Linked DNA regions of Rattus norvegicus: region 1 is linked to region 2. The links are chromatin contacts, called in public Hi-C maps. All regions are on one chromosome and are shown on one strand. The core of a region is the stretch at or near the end of the contact, and the rest is flanking DNA. Distances in the headings are between cores, read along the strand shown. Region 1 has its middle 8.2 kb from the start of Slc17a8. Region 2 overlaps Nr1h4 (nuclear receptor subfamily 1, group H, member 4).

Region 1 (6,280 bases), core at 3,315-5,814, 140 kb after region 2:
AAAAAGGGCTTCTCCATGGACTCTGCATCAGTTCCTGCCTCTGGGTTCCTGCCTTGAGCTCCTTCCCTGAATCCCCTCAGTGATGGATTGTGAGCTGGAAATGTATAAACACTTTGCTCCCCCACCACCACCCAAAATGTCCCTGTGGTAAATAAAGGCTGCCTCCTTAGCCTGGTGTTGCCAGGTCCTGAGGAGGCGGGGCCGAGTGGGAGGTCTCTAGGTCACTGGGATGCTTGAAGCAAACTGTGGAACCCTGTTCCTCTCCTCTATTCCTTTGTTTCCTAGCCACAGGGCAAAAGACATTCCAGTACGTCTTTCACCACAACATGCCACCACAGACCCAAAGGACTAGGGCGCAGGACCAGTGCTTCCCAAAACAGAAGCCAGAATAGATATTCTCTGTGCACTGTTTGGTTTACTATAGGGTGGGCAGTTGGGACTCCTACGAACAGACCTTTCAGAACTGAGGCTCCTTTATTCACTGATGTTGTTGTTGTTGTTGTTGTTGTTCCGTTTCATGAAGGTCTTGTGGGTGGCTTTTCAGGCAATGGTGTTACCAAGGAAACAATACTTCTCTTAATGAAACAAGTAAACGTGCAGAAGGAAAGTGTCCCTCAAGTGTGAGCGAGGATGCCAACTGCAGCCAGCAGATAGGACTGGAAGAGGGCTTCCTTAGGACAGAGGGAATGGTGTGAGCTTCAGGAAGAGACAGGGAGGCAAACCAAAACAGGGGGGAACAATGGCATCGTAGCGGGTATGCTGTGTGGTACTGTATGAACTTGTTAATGTGGGGACCTTAACGTGTACCCTATTGGTAGGTAAGCTTATAGAAGTTTTTTTTTTTTTTTTAAAGGAGCAGGGCGCTGGTTTTCAAGATTACACAGTAACACGTTTGCTTTCGATAAAGTGTTTGGCTGAAGTTAAACTCACAACAAATTGAAAAGAAGTTGACACAATGATTCCCTAGATCCTGGCTTAGGAGTTCTACTGTGGACTGCAGACTGGATGAGACCCTCCCATAGGGAGGCAAATAGGAACCTTTATCCCAACCCGTTGTGACTGCTTCCTCATCGTTTTAGGTTTAGGGTTCCCCTCTCATAACTTAGAATGGAGAGGAGGTTATGCTAAGTTGGATGAGCAAACATTACTCCATTTTTACATATAAGCAATCTGAAGCCTAATAAAGAATTTATCCAAAGTCAGTTTGGGGGAGGAGCCATATGTAAATCCCATGACAAATTCTCAGTTTACTCTGCCGAACTTCTCACCGCATTTACTTGAGCTCTTCCAGGGGACCCAAGTTCAGTCCCCAGCACTTCTGTTGGGAAGATCACAGTCAGCTGTGGCTTCAGCTCTAATGCCTCTTCTGGTCTCCACAGGCACATGCGTACACACGAAACACACACACACAAAACACATGTACATACTCACACATGTACATATACATTCATATGCTCACACACAAAAAAATTTCTTTACAAATTAAAATGATTCATTGGGGTATGGAAAGATGGCTCAGTGGTTAAAAGCACTGACTGCTCTTCCAGAGGTCCTGGGTTCAAATCCCAGCAACCATATGGTGGCTCACAACCATCTGCAATAGGATCTGTACACATAAAATAAATAAAATAAAATAAAAAAGTGATTTGTTGTCTTTATAAAGCTGTTAACTTCCCCCCCTTTCAAGCTTTGTAACTTCCCACAGAACTGGGTCAGGCCCACTACTGCCCCTCATTGCTGAAAGTGAATGAATGGAGACAACAATGTACTGGGGCGTCAGGCAGAGGGGATGAGAATCACACCCGTGGGCTGGCAAGGTGGCTCAGGAGAAACACTGGCTGTACAAGCCGGGTCACCCAACCTGGACTCCCAGAACCCTTGCTTTAAAAAGAAGTGTGATGGGAGGGTATCCCTCTGTCACCCCAGCCTTCCTCTGGGGAGATGGATACAGAAATATTACCCGGAGGCCTATGGCAGGATGGCAGAAACAAGACAGACTCCGACTCAACAAGGTGGAAGAAAACTGACTCTCAAGAATTGTTCTCTGACGTCCACATGACCACCATGACACGTGTGCATGTGCATCCTGCATCACACACACACACACACACACACTCTTTCTTTCACTGTTGCATGTGCACATGCACACATACATATGTGCACACACATATGCACACACATGCACACACATACACACGCACACTCACACTCTAAAGGACTTATTACAAACGAACTCATACTTATGAACCAAGAGTAATGGCGTGTTTCTTTGACTGTAGGAAGTAGAGGCAAGGAATCACCACAAGATTGAGGCTTTCCAAGACACCCCCCCCCCGTAAAAGCCTGTCCCCACAAGCAAAAACGAGTAAACAGCGCCATTCATTCATTTGCTTGCTGTCCTTGATTGCCTCTTGTTTCTGTTCAGAAGGCTTCGTTCTCCACGACAAAACACATTAATATCTTACCCTGGTTTCCAGTGGCAACAGCAGTGGAATTGTCCTTGCTCCTGAACCACCTGCTACCTGCGGGCTGTGTGCAAATATTGGTTGGCAACTAGGATGAATCACTTCCCCTCCTTTTGAGGAAATGGGAAGACACTGGTTCCTTTGACCGTGTGTCATTAAACCATGGTGGGGGGGCGGGGGGGGCTTTGTTTTATAGTCCCTGCAGAATGATTTTAAAATTTTCACAGATTCCTAGGTGGCATCCAGAACCAAAGTAAACTTAATAAATGCCATTGTGATAGAATGATGCATACCGAAATGTTACAAAAAGCCAGGGCCACAAACCATATTGAGATATTTTTATTGCCTTCGCTTCCAATTGTGTGCGTGTGAAGAAGATAGCTTGCCTGAGTAGATTCTCTCTTTCTACCATGTGGGTGCCAGGAATCAAACTCAGGTTGTCGGGCGTGGTCGCAAGCGCCTTCACCTGCTAAGCTATCTCACCGACTCTACCTTCCCGTTACTGAGGTTCCACAAAACCCTGAGTGGCCAGATAATTTCATCGTGTTGAGAATAAAGAAGAAGGAACTCACGCATCTTCTACAAGCCGTTCTCTTGAGGTGCTGTTCTTCTAATGACTCTCCCCACCGGGGAAATATCCCTGACAAAACTTTCTCCAGCTTCTTTAGGATGCCCCTGGGAAACAGGCTAATGTGAATCGCTTGGGGAACAGCGACACCTTCTGGCAGTTTGTAGATTAAACAGATTCACAGCATACACGCCTCCCAGAAATCAGCCAGTCTTCATGAAGTTATTTATTCTAAACCATTTCAAACCCCTGTGGATTAAATCTCTAAAATACTTTAATAAAATATTTCAAAATATCAATGGTTTGATACAAATAACACTGTTGGTTGCTTTGGTGTTTGTTTTGTTGTTGCCTTAATACCAAATATGTTAACCTAACACTAATTCCACTTTTTCTACTCATCGAAAGTTTTTGAAAGAGAGCTGGGGTGATGGGCCACCAGGCACAAGCGCTTGCCACGCAAGCATGAGGACCAGAGTCCTGATACCCAGAGGGCATGGCGGACGCCTGTAAGCTTCATACTCTAGAGACGGCGTAACTCCAGAGCTAGGAGGCTGCCTCAGAGTGTGACAGAGAGTGATAGAAAAAGATGCCCGGGGCTGGGGATTTAGCTCAGTGGTAGAGCGCTTACCTAGGAAGCGCAAGGCCCTGGGTTCAGTCCCCAGCTCCGAAAAAAAGAACCAAAAAAAAAAAAAAAAAAGAAAGAAAAGAAAAGAAAAAGATGCCCAATGCCAACCATCTATACCCAGACACATGTGTGCCCAGATATGTGAACACACACATATGCACACTCACAACATATGCATAGAAAAAGTGTCCAAAACCCCAAAGCCAGGTAGGTGTCCGTGGTTCATGCTTTTCATGCCAGCATTTGACAGATAGAAGCAAGACGGCCGCCCAGGAGTTTAAGGCCAGCCTGGGCTATACTGTGAAACAGATGTTAATTGGCCAGCCGGTACAGTGATGCACTCCTGTGATCTCAGCCCTTGAGGAAGCTGAGGCAGGAGGATCTCAAGTTTCAGACCAGCCTAGGATACATCGTGAGACCGTGTTTAAAAATAATATTATCAGGCAATGGTAGAGCATGCTGTTAATCCCGGCACTCGAAAAGCAGAGGCAAGTGGATCTCTGGGAATTCAAGACCACTCTGATCTGTGGGGCAGCCAGGGCTACATAGCAAAACCCTGTCTCAAAAGCAAAACAAAACAAAACAACAGTAGACTAAATAACAATGGTGATGATAAGCGAATTTGGTTAATTCAATATGACCCCTGATTTCAGAAGGACTTGAGTTATCTCAACCAATCTCCTCAAGATTTCCAATTTAAGCTGAGAAAATGGGGCTTCTCCATAACCCTTCGTTAACACAAGTATCCTTCTAAAAGGGCTCTGAATGCCCAAGCTCAGGCCCTGTCTCCTCCGTGAAGAGCTTCCCTAGAAGCTAGCCCAAGTGCCTGCTCCCTGGTTCCCAGCCACAGTCTATGCCCCCACCCCCGCAACCCCCCCCTCTCTCTCTTGAGGGCATGCGCGCACGCAAGCGCTATCACTCTCTCTGCCTGCTTACTCATACTCCGCAAACCTGGGAGCCAGGCCACAGCCCGTTGATATTTGTATCCCAAGAATTTCACAATTCCAAGTCTGCAACACCTTGGAAGCTTACTTTTTTTTTAAGAATGAATGGACTCAAGTTGTGCTCTGTGACAAGCTGTGAGGTTTTTTTTTTTTTTTTTTTTCTTCATTCAAGTACTTGGAAGGCATTCAGCATTGTGACGAAGTGCGAATGTCTAGAGCACTTACCAATCTACAGCAGCCACGCCAGGAACTTCACACACTCTACCACCCTCCCTGTGCTGGGAAGGTGTGACCCGTAATTTGCCTGAAAAAAAAAAAAAAGTACTCTGCATTGTGAAAGACTCGGATTTAACCTCATTCTGTGTAAATATTTACTCTAATTCCAAAGCAGGAGCCTCCATGAACTTTGTGTGCTTCTATTTTTAAGAAAGCAAATCATGGACTGGAGACGTGGTTCTGTGGTCAAGTTGGCAGCGTGGCTGCTTATGGAGGACCGACGGTTGGTTCCCAGCATTAACACTGCTGGCTCACAACGATCTGGGACTCTAGTTCCAGAGATCTGACACACTCTTCTGGCCTCTGGGAGCACCTACACTCATCTGTACAAACTTGCACCCAGGCATACACATATATACATCAATTAAAATAAAATGTTTATACAAAAAGCAAATCATAGTCCAGAAGGGCATAAAAACAACAAACAAACAAAATGTTGAAGTCAGAAATGTAAGCATTGAACTCTGTGTCCTAGTGATGCCCTGTTTCGTTAGTATAATGCCCTAAAAACTTGGTTGTCCCTTTTTGCTCTCGGTACCTGATTTACTATTTGGCTATTCTAAAAAGAACAGAGCAACCAGTTGCTTAGAAGTACATGTGCTAATTCCTCTTCTGTTGCTGCGATAACATCCCAACAAAAATCAGGAGAGAGAGAGAGAGAGAGAGAGAGAGAGAGAGAGAGAGAGAGAGAGAGAGAGAGAGGAGATGGAGGAGGGGGAGGAGAAGGAGGAGGGGGAGGAGGAGGAGGAAGAGGAGGAGGAAGAGGAGGAAGAGGGAGGGGAGAGAGAAAGAAGGAGGGAGGGAGAGGAAGAGAGAGGGGGGAGAGAGGGGAGAGAGGAGAGAGGAGAGAGGAGAGAGAGAGAGAGAGAGAGAGAGAGAGAGAGAGAGAGAGAGAGAGAGCTGTTCAGTTTACAGTTCCAGGTTATATAGTTTGTCATGGTGGGGAAGCCAAGGCAGAAACTTGAAAACAACAAGTACGTTGTATCTACAATCAGGGGCAGTGAGAGCAAATGCAAGCTCAGTGAATTTCTCTGCTCTTATACCATTCAGAATCTCCTGCGTGGTGGATGGTGCCCCCCACAGTGAGCTGAGTCTTTCCGGGCCATTTACTTAAGGTTCCCCCCCCCCAATGTGTCCATAGGCCAACTGCGTGTAGACAGTCCTTCCTTGAGACCATTATCTGGGAGAATTTCAGGTTGTAACAGGTTGACAACCTTCCTTACCCCTGACCTGAAGTCCGACATTTGTCCTTCACCAACTCAGAGAAGCTATTCCAGAGTAGAGTTTACCAGACATTCCTGGCGCCAATATTGGTTTCATAACTGTTCAAAGCTAAATGTGACAAAGGTAACAGTCCATGGCCCCTAATCCAGCCACCAGGGGCACAGAAGGCTCCAGT
Region 2 (5,517 bases), core at 1,496-3,995:
TCACGGATAGATGAAGCTGCAGTAATGACTGCTACCATCATATAACACGTTTCTATGATATTATATACCATATAATAACATGCTCTGACACATCTGGGTGAGCAGATGTGCAGGCAGGCAATCTGAGTACTACCCCACTTGCTGGGAATGCATCAATTATGACCATATAGGGAAAGTACTGGCTAAAGATAATAGAGCAGCACTAGCCAGGATCTCCTAGGGATATCTGACACCAGCTAAGGGATCATCTTAACACATCGATCTTGGTGAGGGTTCAAGTGGTTTTGTTGTTCTTGTTGTTGTTGTTGTTGTTTTGTTTTGTTTTACCATTTTTATTATCATAGTCTACCATGGCCTATGTAATGCTGGATAGGAACTGGGGGGCAATCTAGCCTCCAGAGAAGGTTATGCAGAAGGAAGTCATTCAAAAAGTGGCGGAATGCTCCCCACCCCGCCCAAAACATGCCCTCATTTTGACTCTTTGCTAATGCTCTCAGTTGAACTCTTTATACTTAAGATGTTTTTCATAAATGCATAAAGTGGAGCAATATATCATTTTATGGTGTCATCTGGTTACAGATCTACTTAAAACCACTTAGTACAATTTGTCCTCAACCTAGTTTAAATGACTAATCATGACACTGTACCATAGATTCCCCCCAGCATGGGAGGAACAGTGGGAGGATCCTTTGTGCTGAGCACTAAGTAACTCCAGCCTTTGATAGGTATCATATTAAGCCATAAGCAATATGATTTCATTCTTTAATACCTGTTATAATAATACTAGGACTCGCTCTAGATCAGGAAGTAGTTTCTACTCCCCACTCAGTTAATTATCTAGTCTCAAGGCCTTAGCAACCCACAAAGCAGAGACTGACAGCCCTCGTCTATTAAAGAAAAAAAAAGAGAGAGAGAGATAAAGAATACCGAGTTCAATGAGTCCAAAGTACAGCCTGACTGAAGAGTTGACATTTATTGAGCACTTAGAAGAAGCAAGATCATTTTCTCAAACTCACTGCTGGGGCTTTCTTCTGACACGGTTAGTTTTGGTGGACTCCCCATTTAAATCAATTTCACAACTTACCAAATAAGTTTTCAGAAAGAGCAAACTCGTCCGTGGCTTGTAAATGGGAGGGCCCAATCAGATTCATTTCGAACACCACTCCAACTTTTCAACTCGAGAATGTGCTTCTGGGATGGTGGTCTTCAAATAAGAACCCTGGAAGGCAAAGACACAGAAAGTTCATGGTTGCAGGACAGGGTCAGGAGTTATTCGAGAGAAACAGAGAGGAAGCAGTTGGACATACAGACGTCCAAACAGCTCCTCTGTAGATATTTTCTATTCCTTTCTGTATGTATTTTCTCAATGTTACTATTATATCTCACTTGAACTTAAAAATGTTCAAGTTATATGCCTTTAGACAAGATATTTTCTACTTTAATATTCCATAGGTATTTCATTTTAATTCCAGTATTTGGAGATTTAGACAGGATGTGATAACATTGGGAGTTTGTCTTTACTTCTTTTATAAATAGAGACAAAAACATATATAAAAGTTTTAATTTAAAAAGGGTTCATCTTTGATTTATTTTCTAGACTTCATTTAAAAGTTGAACAGGGCTGTGCAGACACACGATAGTATTCTCATGCTACTTCTTAGTATAACTCCCTTGGTCACTTACATATTATGTCAGCAGATCAAAGTTCAGAGACTGTTCTGCTAGGATAGATTTGATTTCTTGCTGCTGGGGAAATGTTTAGGAACTCTTACTCATTTTAATGTCTATATTAGCTCTACCTTGGACTAGGGTAAGACCAAAATGCAAGGGATATAGGACAAACAGATAATGGGAGCTGGAGCGATATCCCAGCCCTTAGAAGCACTTACTTCTCCTGCAGAGAATGTGGGTTCACTTCCCAGTACCCACTGGGAGTGTCTCTTCCTGAGATATGACACCTTTCTACCCTCTGCAGGCTACAGGCATGCAAGTGTGCACAACCTCACCACCCCCACATTAAGTGATTTTTTTTTCATTTTACAAAAGAGAAATAATGATAAGTCTTACCCAAATGTCTGAAACTTCATTCTGAAGGAATTTCTGCAGTTTACTTAAGAGAAGCAATGTCCACACAGAACTGTTTCCGTAGGTCAGCTTTCCTTCCTTCCTTCCTTCCTTCCTTCCTTCCTTCCTTCCTTCCTTCCTTCCTACCTTCCTTCCATTTCTTACGTCCCCAGAGAGGGGGCAATGAATAGGTGAGTCCTCAAAGCTTTCTGGCTAGGCTAAGAATGCTTTTCTAACCTTTTTATCCTGTCTCCAACTGAGAACTATTTTTTTCTAAATATTTATATTTTCTGCCGTGGAAGAGAATGTTAGAGTTTTGTTGGACAAATATTTATCTCATTAGAACTTCCCCACCAGGTCTTTCCCAGCTCAAGCACAAGGGAGCTTCTGATCTGTCTGGCAAGGTGGCCCACAGCAACTGCTTTGCTTCACCCATTCTTTCATTCACGCTTCCAACAAAGATTTTTTTGAGAGCTCATTCCAGCGTAAATCCTGGGCTGGATCTTCTGAGATAAAGTGACGGAGGCCAAAAAACAAAAAGCATCCATGATCCACAATGTCAAGCTTAATGACAGATATCCATAAAGTGGCCACACAGCCAGGTTGATTATGTGTTGTAATGAATGTGATTTACAAAGGTCCAAAATACCATGCCCTGATCTGTGTGGTGTCAAGAGATACTGAGGTTGGTGAAGAAGGACAAGGGTGTTGTTTCTACTTGTTTGTTTGATTGATTGGTTGGCTGGTCTGTCAATGGTTTCACTACGCATGCCAAGCTGACTGGCCTTGAACTGACTATGGGACACAGAGTAGCCTTGAACTCATAACCTCCTGACTACCGGGATTGCAGGTATACACCCCCATGACCTGGCAGAAGATATGGCTTTAAGAACAATTCTTAAAGAATGGGAAAGTCTGGCTTACCTAAACAGACACCAACAGCATCAAGAGCGTCCAGACCAACCTGATCCATATGGTAAACCAAGCATATAAAGTTCCTAAACTCTAGGAAAACTCTGTCATGGAACCCGCCTTTTCGAATGGTGACTTCTGGGAGACACCGAGAACAATAACCTTCATCCCAGAGTGAAACCTAAGTCACAGGAGAAATGTGTCATGGCCAGTTCATCTGCATTCTCCTTGGGAGGTTGTTCTTAGCACAGTGTGAAAGAGGAAGACCTGACAGGAAAAGCACTGAAAGTCAAGACAGACCTTTCAACAGAATCCAACCAGAAGAGAAAGCCAATCTCACCTCCATCATTGGGCGGTTTGAATGAGAGACGCCCGCCCTCAGTCTTACGTGTTTGAATAATTGTTCTTCAGTTGGTGGAGTGTTTAGGGGGAGTTATAGAACCATAAGGAGGCTGAGCTCTCTTAGAGGAAGCATATCACTAGGGGTGGACTTTCAGGGTTTGTAACTTTGCCCACTTCTAATTCACTCCCTCTGCTTTCTGTCTGTGGTTGATGATGTCATCTCTCAGGTGCCGGCCCCCTGACACTATGCCTCCTCTGATGTTAAGGACTATCCTTCTGGAACTGTAAATTAAAATAAACTCTTTCTTCCGTTACTTGTTTTTAGCTATGGTGCTTTTTGACAGCTTCAGAAAAGTAATACAACGCTTGTCCTCAAATAACTGCCACATATCAGAGTGGACCTTTGAACCCACGAGGGCCCAGGAGCTTTGTGGGACAGTTGTGAAATAGGAGCAACGCTGTAGCCCATGCAGAATGTCCAGAGGAGCAGTCAGGACTCTGAGTGATATTCTGTCTGGGGGCGGGGACAGTAGTAGAAGTAGAAGCCAGAGCAGACTCTATTATGCATATGGAGAGACATAGGCCCTTCTGAAATTCTTGGGGACTGTGATTGGGAGGACAGGCTTTGATAGGGAGCTGGAGGTGCAGAGGAATAAGCTAGGAAATGCTGAAGCCAATAAGGAGGCCTCATACATACATACATACGGGAAAAAAACACACATGGGAGACATGTATCCCAAATGTGTGTGTGTGTGTGTGTGTGTGTGTGTGTGTGTGTGTGTGCACTCACGCACATAAGAGCATGTGTGTGCCCCCAATTCAAGCAATGAGTATTGGCGATTCTCTTGTCTCTAGAAGTGAATATTCTACAACGCTAAGAGCTGTTGATTGTTCTTCATTTTTCTTTCTTTTTTTATTGAATTTTTTTGTTTAAATTTCAAATATTATCCCCTTTCCTGGTTTCCCATCCATAATCCCCCTACCCATCGTCCCTCCCCCTTCTTCTATAAGAGTGTTCCCCCTCCCCAACCACCCCACCTTCTTGCCATGACATTCACCTACACTGGGTGCAGGGGAGGTCCAGCCTTGGCAGGACCAAGGGCTTTTCCTCCCATTGGTGCCCAACAAGGCCATCCTCTGCTACATATGCAACTGGAGCCATGGGTCTGTCCATGTGGACTATTTGGATGGTAATTTAGTCCCTGGGAACTCTGGTTGGTTGGTATTGTTGTTCTCACGGGGTTGCCATGCTCTGACAGAGACTCCCAGGAGGCAGCTATATCAGACTCCTGTTAGCATGCAATAGTATCTGGGTTTGGGGGCTGTATGTATATGGGCTGGATCCCCAGGTGGGGCAGTCTCTAGATGGCCAATCCTTCAGTCTCTGCTCCACACTTTGTCTCCATATGTCCTCCTATGAATATTTTTGTTCTCCCTTCTAAGAAGAACTGAAGCACTTTGGTCTTCTCGCTTCTTGAGCTTCATGTGGTCTGTGCATTGTATCTTGGGTAATCTGAGCTTTTGGGCTAATATCCACTTATCAGTGAGTGCATACCATGTGTGTTTTATTTGTGACTGGGTTACCTCATGCAGGATGATATTTTCCAGATCCATCCATTTGTCTATGAATTTCATGAAGTCATTGTTTTTGATAGCTGAGTAGTACTCCACTGTGTAGATGTACCACATGTTCTGTATCCATTCCTCTGTTAAGGCACATTTGGGTTCTTTCCAACTTCTGGCTATTATAAATAAGGCTGCTATGAACATAGTGGAGCATGTGTCTTTGTTATATGTTGGGGCATCTTTTGGGTATATGCCCAGGAGAGGTATAGCTGGGTCCTCAGGTAGTGCAATGTCCAATTTTCTGAGGAAACTACAGACTGATTTCCAGAATGGTTGTACCATTTTGCAATCCCACCAACAATGGAGGAGTGTTCCTCTTTCTCCACATCCTCGCCAGCATCTGTTGTCACCTGAGTTTTTGAACTTAGCCATTCTGACTGGTGTGAGGTAGAATCTCAGGGTTGTTTTTGATTTGCATTTCCCTGATGAATAAGGATGTTGAACATTTCTTTAGGTGTTTCTCAGCCATTCACTGTTCTTTAGCTGAGAATTCTTTGCTTAGCTCTGTACCCCATTTTTAATAGGGTTTTTTGACTCTCTGGAGTCTAACTTCTTGAATTCTTTGTATAGATT

What was found. A called contact is a pair of places that touch in the nucleus more often than the background predicts.
Region 1: a contact with region 2 is called in a Hi-C map of liver, with 4 times the contacts expected there. The contact joins two enhancer-like sites. A contact is called at or near these places in 3 of 12 Hi-C or Micro-C datasets (kidney and liver).

What each region holds. Positions count from the first base shown.
Region 1 is chr7:25,940,512-25,946,791 of GRCr8, forward strand. No RefSeq gene overlaps it. Among named protein-coding and RNA genes, the nearest start is that of Slc17a8, 8.2 kb to the left of the region's middle. Within about 2 kb of position 4,565, at least 6 of the 93 cell types and tissues checked have an H3K27ac peak or open chromatin away from gene starts, as enhancers often do. A contact at or near this core is called in liver, where this site is marked.
Region 2 is chr7:25,798,781-25,804,297 of GRCr8, forward strand. It overlaps Nr1h4 (nuclear receptor subfamily 1, group H, member 4), which reads right to left. Exons shown (of 10, transcript NM_021745.1): 2 at 1,085-1,219. The coding sequence starts at 1,151. Among named protein-coding and RNA genes, the nearest start is that of Nr1h4, 28 kb to the right of the region's middle. Within about 2 kb of position 2,746, at least 2 of the 93 cell types and tissues checked have an H3K27ac peak or open chromatin away from gene starts, as enhancers often do. A contact at or near this core is called in liver, where this site is marked.